Regions from separate parts of the Nomascus leucogenys genome. Here region 1 is linked to region 2. The links are chromatin contacts, called in public Hi-C maps. All regions are on one chromosome and are shown on one strand. Each heading gives the region's core, a stretch centred on a gene start, on an enhancer-like site or on the middle of the called end of the contact. The rest is flanking DNA. Distances are from core to core; before and after follow the strand shown. Region 1 overlaps STAU1 (double-stranded RNA-binding protein Staufen homolog 1). Region 2 holds the start of DDX27 (probable ATP-dependent RNA helicase DDX27).

Region 1 (5,976 bases), core at 2,504-5,003, 75 kb before region 2:
CTCCTGTCTCAGCCTCCTGAGTAGCTGGGATTGCAGGCATGCGCCACCACGCCCAGTTAATTTTTGTATTTTTAGTAGATACAGGGTTTCACCACGTTGGTCAGGCTGGTCTCAAACTCCTGACCTCATGATCCACCCACCTTGGCCTCCCAAAGTGCTGGGATTAAGGCGTGAGCCGCTGCGCCTGGCGGGAAACCACTTTTAAGAGAATGCAGCCAAGCATGGCAGTACATGACTAATTGCCCCAGTACTCAGCAAGGTGACAGTTGAGGATCAGTTGAGCCCAGTAGTTCAAGGCTACAGTGAGCTGTGATCATGCCTGTAAACAGCCACTGAACTCCAGCATGGGCAACAAAGAGTCTCTATCTCTATAATTAAAAATAAAGAAATAAATAAGGATGCGATGAAACACGTTACAAAACTGCCATGTATCTCATACTCAACTGCTGTTGGCAAAAAAACACAAGGCGCAAACTAATAAAGTCTCCTCAACAAAGGCAGAGATTCCATCTTTGGAACAAGGTTCACTTAAGAGTCTTCCAATCAGGGATGAGATTAAAGAGGAGCAAGGATCTTCTGCATGCTGATAACATGGATTTTATACTGTGCTGTAGTGATAATAAGAGGAACTAGATAAGCTCAAAGCTTATCTAGTTCCTCTTTAGTCCCCCAAAACATGGCAAAACAGCTGTTTTTTTTTTCACATTATTGCTTATTTTGTCAAAGAATTTATAAAGTCCTGCTTCTAAGATTAGAACTATCTGAACAGGAACCCATGGCTGAAACTGCTAAATAGGCAACGTATAGGACTATCCAAGATTTTATCTGTTGTGCATTTCCTTATGTTTATCAGGTATATTCCGCCTACACTCAACTTTTTTTTTTTTTTTTTTTTTGAGATGGAGTTTTGCTCTTGTGTCGCCCAGGCTGGAGTGCAATGGCGTGATCTTGGATCACTGCAACCTCCGCCTCCTGGGTTCAAGCGATTCTCCTGCCTCAGCCTCCCAAGTAGGTGGGATTACAGGCACCCACCACCACACCTGGCTAATTTTTTTTTTTTTTGTATTTTTAGCAGAGATGGGGTTTCACCATCTTGGCCAGGCTATTCTCGAACTCCTGACTTCAGGTGATCCGCCCACCTTGGCCTCCTGAAGTGCTGGGATTACAGACATGAGCCACCGCGTCTGGCCACTGAATATTAAAAGCTGTAATGGGCTGGGCATGGTGGCTAGTGCCTGTGATCCCAAAACTTTTTAAGGACAAGGTGGGCGGATTGCTTATGCCCAGTTCGAGACCAGCCTGGGCAACATGGCAAACCCCCATCTTTATAAAAAAATACAAATATTAGCAGGTGTGGTGTCGCACACCTGTGGTCCCAGCTACTCGGGAGGCTGAGGAGGGAGGATCACCTGAGCCTAGGGTGTTGAGGCTGAGGTGAGCTATGATCACGCCACTGCATTCTAGCCTCAATGACAGTGTGAGACTGTGTCACACCCACCAAAAAAAAGCTATAATTAAAATAAAACAAACTCTAGATTAAAAAAATATATACATAACCAAGGGTATAATCCTGGACAAACAAATTTATTCCAGACGCTTTTTGTAATTCCTTCTATCCTTCCATAATCTTTTCTTTCCAATCTGGTTTCAGTGTATCTCACCTTAGTCAAAACTATTTTCATAGCACTTGTGGTGGTTTGTTAACCTACACATACTTTTTTTTTTTTTTTTTGAGACAGGGTCTCACTCTGTTGCCCAGTCTGAAGTATGGTGGTACAAACATAGCTCACTGCAGCTTCAAACTCCTGACCTCAAGCAATATTCCCATCTCACCCTCCTGAGTAGCTGGGACTACTGGCATAGGCACCACTCCCAGCTCTTTTTTTTTAATGTTTTGTAAAGATGGGGTCTTGCTATGTTGTCCAGGCTAGTCTTGAACTGGGCTCTTGAACTGGGCTCAAGCAACCCTCCCACCTCAACCTCCCAAAGTGTTGGTATTTATAGGTGTGAGCCACCATACCCAGTCCACACTTGTATTTTTGTTTAAATCCTAAGCAGAAAAAGGGTCTACTTTTTCATGAGTGAATCCTTAAAACTGGCAATTTGCAAGCAAGTGCTTTAAAGGCTGGGGTTCTACAGAGATTTGGCTTGAAATTTACAGGTTGGTGCAAAAGTAATTACCAATCTAATAGTTAAATAGATATTAAACTTAAAAAAATAATAATACTGTAAGCTTGTTCAACAAATGGTGCTAGGAAAACTAGATATCCACATGCAACATAATAAGGCAGGACCTTTACCCCACACCACTAAAAACTCAAAATGGATCAAATACTTAAACATAAGAACTAAAACAGTAAAGCTCCTAGATGAAAACATAGGGGAAAAGTGTCATGACACTATTTGGTGATGATTTCTTACATATGACATGAAAACCACTAATTAATATTAGACTTCATCAAAATTTAAAATATTCATGCATCAAAGGACACTATCAAGAGAGTGAAGAAAACCCACAGAATGGGATTTGCAAATCATTTATCTCATAAGGGATTAATATCCAGAATATATAAAGAACTACAACTCAACAATAAAACAACCCAATTAGAAAATGGGCAAAGGACTTACATAGGCATTTCTCTAAAGAAATATAAATAGCTGGCTGGGCACAGTGGCTCATGCCCGTAATTGCAGCACTTTGGGAGGCTGAAGCAGGTGGATCACCTGAGGTCAGAGGTTCGAGACCAGCCTGGCCAACATGTGAAACACCATCTCTACTAAAAATACAAAAAACTAGCCGGGTGTGGTAGCAGACGCCTGTAATCCCAGCTACTTGGGAGGCTAAGGCAGGAGAATCGCTTGAACCCAGGAGGCAGAGATTGCAGTGAGCTGAGATTATGCCATTGCACTCCAGCTTGGGCAACAAGAGTGAAACTCTGTTTCAAAAAAAAAAAAAAAAAAAAAAAAAAAAAAAAAAAAAAAAAAAACCACAGTAAGATACCACTCACACCCATAAGGATGGCTGCTATCAAAAGAAATGGAAATAACAAGTTTTTGGATATGGAGAAATGAGAAGCTTCCAGTCACTTATGAAAATGTAAAATGTTTGTACCAGATTTGGATTTTATTAAAAATAAAATAGAAAATGGGCAGGGCGTGCGGTGGCTCACACCTATAATCCCAGCACTTTGGGAGGCCGAGACAGGCAGATCACCTGAGGTCAGGAGTTCGAGACCAGCCTGGCCAACACGGTGAAACCCCATCTCTACTAAAAATACAAAAATTAACTGAGCGTGGTGACGTGCACCTGTAGTCCCAGCTACAGTAGGCTGAGGCAGGAGAATCGCTTGAACCCCGGAGGCGGAGGTTGCAGTGAGCCAAGATCACACCACTGCATTCCAGTCCAGTGAGACTCCGTCTCAAAAAAAAAAAAAAAAGTAAGTTAATTTAATAGAAAATGTAAAATGGTACAGTTGCTACGGAAAACAGTTTGGTAGTTCCTCAAAAAATTAAACATATAATTATTATATGATCCAGGAATTCCACTTCTTCTAGATATACATTCAAAAGACCTGAAAGTAGCAACTTGAACACATTTTTATACACCAGGGTTCATAGCAGCATTCACAATAGCCAAAAGGTAAAAACAACCCAAATGTCCACCAACAAATGACTGGAAAAACAAATATTCACTATTCATACCATAAAACATTCACCATTAAAAAAGAAATGAAATTCTGAAACATGCTATAACAGAGATGAACCTTGAAAACATTACAGTAAGTAACATAAGTGAGACATAAAAAAACAAATATCCATTTTTATGAAGTGCCTAGACTAGGCAAATGCATAGAAACAGAAAGTAAAGTAGAGGTTACCCGGGGCTGCAAGCAAGGGAGTGAGGAGTAACTCTTGAATGAGTCCAGAATTTCTATTTGGAATGATGGAAAGGTTCTGAAAATGAGTGGTAGTAATAGTTGTGCAAAACCAAGAATGTATTTTAATGCCACCGGTGCACTTAAAAATGTTTAATAATTTTAGATGTATATTTTGCCTGAATTTTTTAAAAAGCAGCAACAAAAATGTTTCACACCAAAGATTAAGATACTAGAAATCATCAACACAGTAACTTTTGCTAACCCCAGATTAACTCATTTCTGTGCACAACAGAATAAATCTTGACAGCTGTTTCCCTGAAGAGCATCCAGAGTTTTTAATAGATGATCTGTTTAAAAAAAAAAAAAAAAAAAAAAAAAAGGTCCACATGCTAAGAACTGTGCCAATGAGAATGCTCTCTTTATGTGCAGCCAGAACACAATTTGGAAATAAACTAGGTGCTCAGACTGTCATAAGACTTTGAATGCCACGTACATGCCCCAATTTTCAATGTTTTGTTCATTCTATCAGCCCAATTAGGTTTACCTTTTTATTTACAACCTATTTCAAACATACAGAAAAGTACAGATAATAACATAACAGGCAATTTCCTGGATTTATCCAACGTCAACAGTTAAGTACTACTGACATCGGACTGTTTTTTTCTGTTTTAAGAAAAACAATGAGCCACACACAGTGGCTCACGCCTGTAGTCCCAACACTTCTGGAGGCTGCGATGGATGGTTTGAAGCCAGGAGTTCAAGATCAGCCTAGGCAACAAAGTGAGACCTTAATCTCTACAGAAAAATTTAAAACTTACCCAGGTGCAGTGGAGTGTGCCTATAGTCCCAGCTACTGGGGTGGCTGAGGCAAAAAGATCACTTGATTGATTGCCCAGGAGTTTAAGGCTGCAGTGAGCTATGATCCTGCCACTGCACTCCAGCCTGGGTGGCAGAGCAAGACTCCACCTCTTAAAAAACAAGGCAACGGGCCGGGCAAGGTGGCTCATGCCTGTAATCCCAGCACTCCAGAAGGCCAAGGCAGGTGGATCACTTGAGGTCAGGAGTTTGAGACCAGCCTGGCCAATATGACAAAACCCCGTCTCTACTAAAAATACAGAAAGTAGCCAGGTGAGACTCTGTCTCAAAAAAAAGGGGCAATGAAGTCCATCTCACTATCATTCCCAGGGCAGTTAATCACTATCCTAAAGGGGACCGTATCTTTACCAGCCATGTTTTTAAATGAATATAATTTTGTGTTTTGAAAACTCATATACCTCATTCGCAGAAATTGCCTTTATCATTATTATAAATCCAAACTTACACATTTATACTAATAACTATAATCCCAGCGCTTTGGGAGGCCAAGGTGGGAGGGTCACTTGAGCCCAGGAGTCTGAGACCAGCCTGGGCAACATAATAAGACCTCATCTCAACAACAACAACAACAACAAATATTTATTTTTTATTTTGTTTTTGAGACGAAGTCTCGCTCTGTTGCCCAGACGGGAGTGCAGTGGTGCAATCTCGGCTCACTGCAACCTCCACCTCCTGGGTTCCAGTGATTCTCCCATCTCAGCCTCCCAAGCAGCTGGGACTACAGGCACAAGCCACCATGCTTGGCTAATTTTTTGTATTTTTAGTAGAGATGGGGTTTCATCATGTTGGCCAGGCTGGTCTCGAACTCCTGACCTCAGGTGATCCACCCACCTAGGCCTCCCAAAGTGCTGGAATTACACGCATGAGCCACCATGCCCAGCCAAAAAAAAAATTTTTTTAACAACAATTTATACTAACAAAATGCTCCTTTTCTATTTTATACACATGTATCAAGGTTCCACATAAGACTGATAGAAAACAATGGGTCTACTGCTCTGTTCTACACCCTAAGCCAGTGGTTCTCAACCAAAGCAGCACTACAATCACTCGGGAGCTTCACAAGTTCAGATTCTGGAGCCCGCTCCAGACAATTGAACTCAAATTTTTGAGGGCATGGCCTGGATAGCAGTTTTATTTATAGTATTTGTTTATTTTTTAAATAAGTCCCCAGGTGACTGGAGTTGCGATTCACTGTTCTAAGCCATTGCTTCCAGAGGAGTAT
Region 2 (6,814 bases), core at 3,467-5,966:
CTTCAGCCTCTGAAGTAGCTGGGACCATAGGCGGATACCACCACACCTGGCTAATTTATTTATTTATTTTGTGTAGAGATGGGGTTTTCCCATCTTGCCTAGGCTGTTCTAGCACCCCTTGGCTCAAGCTATCCACCCACTTTGGCCTTCCAAAGTGTTGGGATTATAGGCATGAGCCACCACACCCAGTAAAATAAACATTTTAAGATAAAACAAATACTTATCTGTTTCTGTGGGTGAGGAATTCAGAAATAGTGGAGCTGCATGAAGGATTCTATTCAGGGTCTCTCATGAGGTTGTGGCTAAGATGGCAGCAGCGGCTGCAGTCATCTGAAGGTGTGACTGGGGCTGAGGGATTCCCTTTTAAGGTGGCTTCCTCACGAGGCTGTTAGCAGAGGCCTCAGTTTCCTACTGGCTGTCAGCAGGGGGCCCCAATTCCTCATTACATAGGCCTCTCATATGTTGTTTGAGTGTCCTTAAGACAAGGCAGCTGGGCCAGGTGTGGTGGCTCACGCCTGTAATCCCAGCACTTTGGGAGGCCAAGGCAGGCGGATCATGAGGTCGGGAGATGGAGACCATCCTGGCTTACACAGTGAAACCCCGTCTCTACTAAAAATACAAAAAATTAGCCGGGCACGGTGGTGGGTGCCTGTAGTCCCAGCTACTTGGGAGGCTGAGGCAGGAGAATGGTGTGAACCCGGGAGGCGGACCTTGCAGTGAGACGAGATTGTGCCACTGCACTCCAGCCTGGGCGACAGAGTAAAACTCCGTCTCAAAAAAAAAAAAAAAAAAAAGACAAGGCAGTTAACTTCTCCCAGAGCAGGTGATTCAAGAAAGAGAGCAAGGTAAAAGCCAGTTTTTTTATGATCTACCTGCAGAATTCAAACTCCGCCATATTCTTTAGAAGCAAGTCACTAAGTACAGCATACATTCAAGAAGAGAATTAATCTCTACCTATTTTATTTTATTTTTTATTTTGAGACAGTGTCTTGCTCAGTTGCCCAGGCTGGAGTGCAGGGACATGGTTATGGATCACTGAAGCCTCGACCTCCTGGGCTCAAGTGATCTTTACACATCAGCCTCCTAAGTAGCTGGGACCACAGGTGCATGCCACCAAGCTCAGCTAATTTTTTTTTTTTTTTTGAGACGGAGTCTCACTCTGTCACCCAGGCTGGAGTGCAGTGGCGCGATCTCGGCTCACTGCAACCTCCGCCTCGCCTCCCAGGTTCAAGAGATTCTCCTGTCTCAGCCTCCCAAGTAGCTGGGATTACAGGCATGCACCACCACATCCAGCTAATTTTTGTATTTTTAGTAGAGATGGGGTTTCACCATGTTGGCCAGCCTGGTCTCAAACTCCTGACCTCAGGTGATCCATTCGCCTCGGCCTTCCAAAGTGCTGGGATTACAGGCGTGAGCCACCGCACCCGGCCTCAGCTAATTTTTTTGTATTTCTTGTAGAGATGGATTTCACCATGTTTCCCAGGCTTGTCTCGAACTGCTGGGCTGAAGCGATTCTCCCTCCTTGGTCTCCAAAAATGCTGAGATTACAAGCATGAGGCAACGTGCCTGGGCTTAAGTTCCACCTCTTGAAGGGAGAATGTAAAATAATCTGCAGACATATTATAATACGTCTTGCATAATATGTCTTATATAATATGTCTTGCATAATAGGGCCAGGTGCGGTGGCTCACACCTGTAATCCCAGCAGTTTGAGAGGCTGAGACAGGAGGATCACCTGAGGTCAGGAGTTCAAGACCAGCCTGGCCAACATGGCAAAACCACATTTCCACTAAAAATACAAAAATTAGCCGGGCGTAGTGGTGGGCGCCTGTAGTCTCAGCTACTTGGGAGACTGAAGCAGGAGAATCACTTGAACCCAGGAGGCAGAGGTTGCAGTCAGCGGGGATTGCACCACTGTGCTCCAGCCTGGGCAACAGAGTGAGACTCTGTCTCAAAAAATTAAAATAAAATAAAACTAAGTAGTTTAGAGAAAGGACCCTATGTGGAAGGAGCTCAGATCTCCAAAGAGATAGTGCTGACGTCTCTGAGCCCAGAGGTTCCCATGAGGCTGGGACCCAAACCTTGGTGAATGAGGCGCTGCTCAGCTGTTGCTGGTTCTCTGGCTGGGTACAGAAAAGCTGGTTCTGTGAGTGTTAAAAAGAAAAACAAACAACCCCACCCCCCCCGCCCCCGCCCCGCGCTGCCAAATGGAATGAATTGCTGCTTCCAGGGAGAAGTGCTGCTGGAGTGACACAGGAATGCGAAATAGAACAAGACCAAGTTCCCGCTTCCTCCTCCAGCGCTCTGTTCTCTCACACGCGCCCCCTGCTGGCAGATCCTAACAAGGAACTTGATGGCAAAGTACAAACATGGTTCCCAGAGTCCCATCCCAGGTACATGAGCCAGGTATAGAAGGGTTAGTTTGAAGCTGACAGTACCGTATAACGGGCACAGCTGATTAATTTGAAAACTATTAGATGAAACTACACAAAGAACCAAGAACAAAAACTTGTGTTCCCCAATACCATTTTGCATCCTTTGTATCCAGAGTTTTTCTTTAGCTGTTGTATATCCTTCCTAACAGTGTCCTTACTTTATATATAACTAGGAAGTTACCCAAGGCCACACAGTAAGGAGCAGAAGCAGGATTTGAATCAAGGCTGTGTGCCTCCAAAGCCTATCCTTTTTTTTTTTCCTTTTAAAATATATATATGTATTTTTTTTGTTTGTTTGTTTTAGGCCAGGCACAGTGGCTCATGCCTGTAATCCCAGCTACTCGGGAGGCCGAGGCAGGAGAGTCGCTTGAACCCAGGAGGTGGAGGCTGCAGTGAGCCGAGATCGCGCCACTGCACTCTCACCTGGGCGACAGAGTGAGACTCTGTCTCAAAAAAAATAAAAAAAATAAAATAAAATAAAATATATATATTTTTGAGACGGAGTTTCATTCGCTCTTGTTGCCCAGGTTGGAGTGCAATGGTGTGATCTCAGCTCACCGCAACTTCCGCCTCCTGGGTTCAAGCGATTCTCCTGCCTCAGCCTCCCGAGTAGCTGGGATTACAGGCACACACCACCATGCCCGGCTAATTTTTTATATTTTTAGTTCAGACGGAGTTTCACCATGTTGGTCAGGCTGGTCTTAAACTCCTGACCTCAGGTGATCCACCTGCCTCGGCCTCCCAAAGTGCTGGGATTACAGGCGAGAGTCACCACACCCAGCTGGCAATATTTTTTTTTTTTTTTGAGACGGAGTCTCCCTCTGTCGCCCAGGCTGGAGTGCAGTGGCGCAATCTCGGCTCACTGCAAGCTCTGCCTCCCGGGTTCCAGCCATTCTCCTGCCTCAGCCTCCCCAGCAGCTGGGACTACAGGCGCCCGCCACCACGCCCAGCTAATTTTTTGTATTTTTAGTAGAGACGGGGTTTCACCATATTGGCCAGGATGGTCTCGATCTCCTGACCTTGTGATCCACTCGCCTCGGCCTCCCAAAGTGCTGGGATTACAGGCGTGAGCCACCGCGCCCAGGCCATTCTTTATTTTTTGAAATAAAGGGTCTCGCTCTGTCACCCAGGTTGGAGGGCAGTGGCGCGATCATAGGTCACTGCAGCCTTGACCTGGGCTCAGGGGATGCTCCTGCTTCAGCCTCCTGAGATGCTGGGACTACAGGCGTGTGCCACCATGCCCAACCATGCTCTCTGTGTTGCCAGGCTGGAGTGCAGTGGCACGATCTTGGCTCACGGCAACTTCCAACTCCCTGGTTAAAGCGATTCTCCTGCCTCAGCCTCCCAAGTAGCTGGGATTACGTGCCACCACGCCCAGCTAGTTTTTGTATTTTTAGTAGAGACGGGGTTTCACCCTATTGGCCAATATGGTCTCGATCTCCTGACCTCGTGATCCGCCCGCCTGGGCCTCCCAAAGTGTTGGGATTACAGGCGTAAGCTACCACGCCCAGCCAAAACGTTTTAAATTAAAAAACAAAAAACAAAAACCATATATATATATATGAGATACGGTCTTGCCATGTTTCCCAGGGTTGTCTGGAACTCCTGAGCACAAGCGGTGCACCCACTTGGCCTCCCAAAGTGCTGTGACTAAAGGTGTGAGCCACCTTGCCTGGTCTTGATTTTTATTTTCTTCTGAGATTTTTTTCCCCTACAATAAACATTAATTTTAATTAAAAAGTTTCGGGGCTGGGCGCAGTGGCTCACACCTGTAATCCCAGCAGTTTGAGAGGCCGAGGCAGGGGGATTGCTTGAGCCCAGGAGTTCGACACCAGCCTGGGCAACATGGTAAAACTCCGCCGGGCGTGGTGGTGGCGCCTGTACCTCCAGTTACTCAGAAGGCTGAGGCGGGAGGATCGCTTGAGCCCGGTAAGTCGGGGTTGCAGTGAGCCATGATCTCCACTGCGCTCCAGCCTGGGCGACAGAGCCAAACCCTGCCTCAAAAACAAAACAAAACAAAACAAAAGACAAAAAATTACTTAGAATTTTACCACCCAGAAACAAAACAATCACAGCTAACTGCTTATTGTATTTTCTCCCACAGCTTTTTTGTATATAAATATACACATCTAGAGTTTATAAATGCAACTCTTTAGACTCTCTCACCCTTGCACCCTCCTCAAATACTCCCACCGTTTTGAGGCCGGAGACAATGGAATTTGCTTACCAAAGGCCCCGCCCCTTGATGTCGTCACACGAAACCCCGCCCCACATTGCCGCATGCGCACTCTTAAGAGGTCGAACAGGGAGAGAGGAAGGGGCTCTGGAACGGAAGTGACGCACGGTACTTGCGCAAAGACGACGAGGAGGTTGCGAAAAGTTAAGGGCCGGACCGCACGCTGTGCTCGCTTCCGGAAGTGGCTTCTGCGACAACATGCTAGCGGACCTCGGCTTAATCGGGACCATAGGCGAGGATGACGAGGTGCCAGTGGAGCCTGAGTCTGACTCCGGGGACGAAGAAGAGGAGGTATTAGCACGGTTCTGGTCTTTGGGTTTCCTTGGCTGCTTCATTTCCTTGCCTGCTTCCTTTCCTTGCGATTCCTCAGGTCCCTGTCCCCGAATCCTCATCATCCCCTGCCAGCCCCGGAAGTTTCCCGAAAAGGATCTCACCGGGACCCCAAGATCTTCCTCAGTTTCCCCGCCACTAGGTTTTCTCTACGTCCGCCTGCTTCTTTGGCCGTGTCGTTCCCTGTCTCCTTGCTGAACTCAGTATCCATTCACTGAACTGATATTTAACCACGCCCTGTGTAAGAGACAGCAGGTCTCTCTCTTACACCTTGTAAGAGGTGAAGTCAGTCCTGGTTCCTGCTCAAGGAGCCATGGTTAGCTGTACTTTCATATGTTCACCGAGCCAGTGTTTATTGAATACTTACATGTGCTAGACTTAGTGTTAAGCGTTGGGGACGTAGCAGTGAACAAGGTGAGTGCCACTCTCCTGAAGCGCATGGTGGTGTGGGGGCTTGCAGACATTAAGCAGTATGGCAATTAAAGAGGGATTGGTGTTCTGAAAAGGATGCTTGCCCTTCAAACATTCAGCCCAGATGTTGTCCCCTCTGCACTCTCATCCGTCCGCTTGATAGGTTTATTCAGATGTCCCATGGCCTGTACAAATTCAACTCCTCCAAAGCTGAACTTGTGTTCACTCTCATCCTGTTCCCTTCTCAAGCCAGAAACCTTAGTTATTCTTAACAGTTTTTTCTTCCTCACTGCCGCCAGTGCTCTGCAAGCTAGCTCATGAATCTCTCTTAAGCTTCTCCCGCCTCTCTCCATTCACACAGTACCCACCCTAGCTCCGGCTACTGCTGTCTCATGCCTGCGCACCAGCACACCTGCAGTCCAAACATACTTCATCTTCATCTCTTTATCTTAAGCACTTCCAGTGTATTCTTCGCTTAGCAGCAGAGGGATCTCTTTGTGATACAGTCACGTTAGAGACCTCCCTTGCTTAAAACTCTCCAGCCTGCTGGTAGAGACCCCCGGGCCTGTCCACCCTGCAAAGACTCCTCAGGCAGCGTCTGGGTCCCGCACACTGCCCCCATTTCCCCGATGTCCCCTGTGGGCGCGGGCGGCCGCCCAGGCCTGCTGGCTGCGGCCCCATCTCTGACAGGCCTTGGCTCAGCCCGCTCCGTGGGAGGTCATGGGCCAGTCCCGGAGGAGCCAGGCCCCTGCACAGGCACACAGTGCCCGGTCACACCCATGATGCGGGGCTGGCCTCCAACCCTGCGGACCGCTCCGGGCACCAACTCAGTGTTTAGTGTTTGTCTGTGTTTGTTTTTCAAGAAATGATTCAAATTGCTAAAAACAAAACAAAAAAACCTCTCCAGCCTGCTTTCGCTTGGCTTTCAAGGTCCTCACGATCTTGTCCTTCCCATCTTGACTTTCATCTCACAGCTCTCCTTCATGACCAACACTCCAGTCTCATTCACTTCATTTTTTTTTGAGACAGAGTCTTGCTGGGTCGCCCAGGGTGGAGTGCAGTGTCGTGATCTCGGCTCACTGCAGCCTCCAACTCCCGGGTTCAGGCAATCCTCCTGCCTCAGCCTCCCTAGTAGCTGGGACTACAGGCATGCGCCACCACTTCCGGCTAATTTTTTGTATTTTTAGTAGAGACGGGGTTTCACCATGTTGGCTAAGCTGGCCTCAAACTCCTGACCTCAGCTGATCCACCCGTGTCCGCCTCCTAAGGTGCTGGGATAACAGGCGTGAGCCACCCTGCCCAGCCCAATACATTGTTATTAACTGTAGTCACCATGCTGTACATTGGATCCCCAGAACTTGTACATTGCAAAACTGAAGAGTGTATACCGTGTGACCAACAT

What was found. Hi-C and Micro-C count contacts between places; a contact is called where the count stands out from the background.
Region 1: a Hi-C map of a lymphoblastoid cell line shows a contact between it and region 2, with 5 times the contacts expected there. The contact joins the enhancer-like site here to the promoter of DDX27 in region 2. A contact is called at or near these places in 4 of 4 Hi-C or Micro-C datasets (a lymphoblastoid cell line and an unstated tissue).

The regions. Positions count from the first base shown.
Region 1 is chr13:14,955,483-14,961,458 of Asia_NLE_v1, reverse strand. All of the region lies in intron 3 of STAU1 (double-stranded RNA-binding protein Staufen homolog 1), which reads right to left. Among named protein-coding and RNA genes, the nearest start is that of STAU1, 51 kb to the right of the region's middle. Within about 2 kb of position 3,753, the one cell type or tissue checked has an H3K27ac peak away from gene starts, as active enhancers do. A contact at or near this core is called in a lymphoblastoid cell line, where this site is marked.
Region 2 is chr13:14,880,660-14,887,473 of Asia_NLE_v1, reverse strand. It overlaps DDX27 (probable ATP-dependent RNA helicase DDX27), which reads left to right and starts at 4,716. Exons shown (of 21, transcript XM_030826704.1): 1 at 4,716-4,962. The coding sequence starts at 4,870.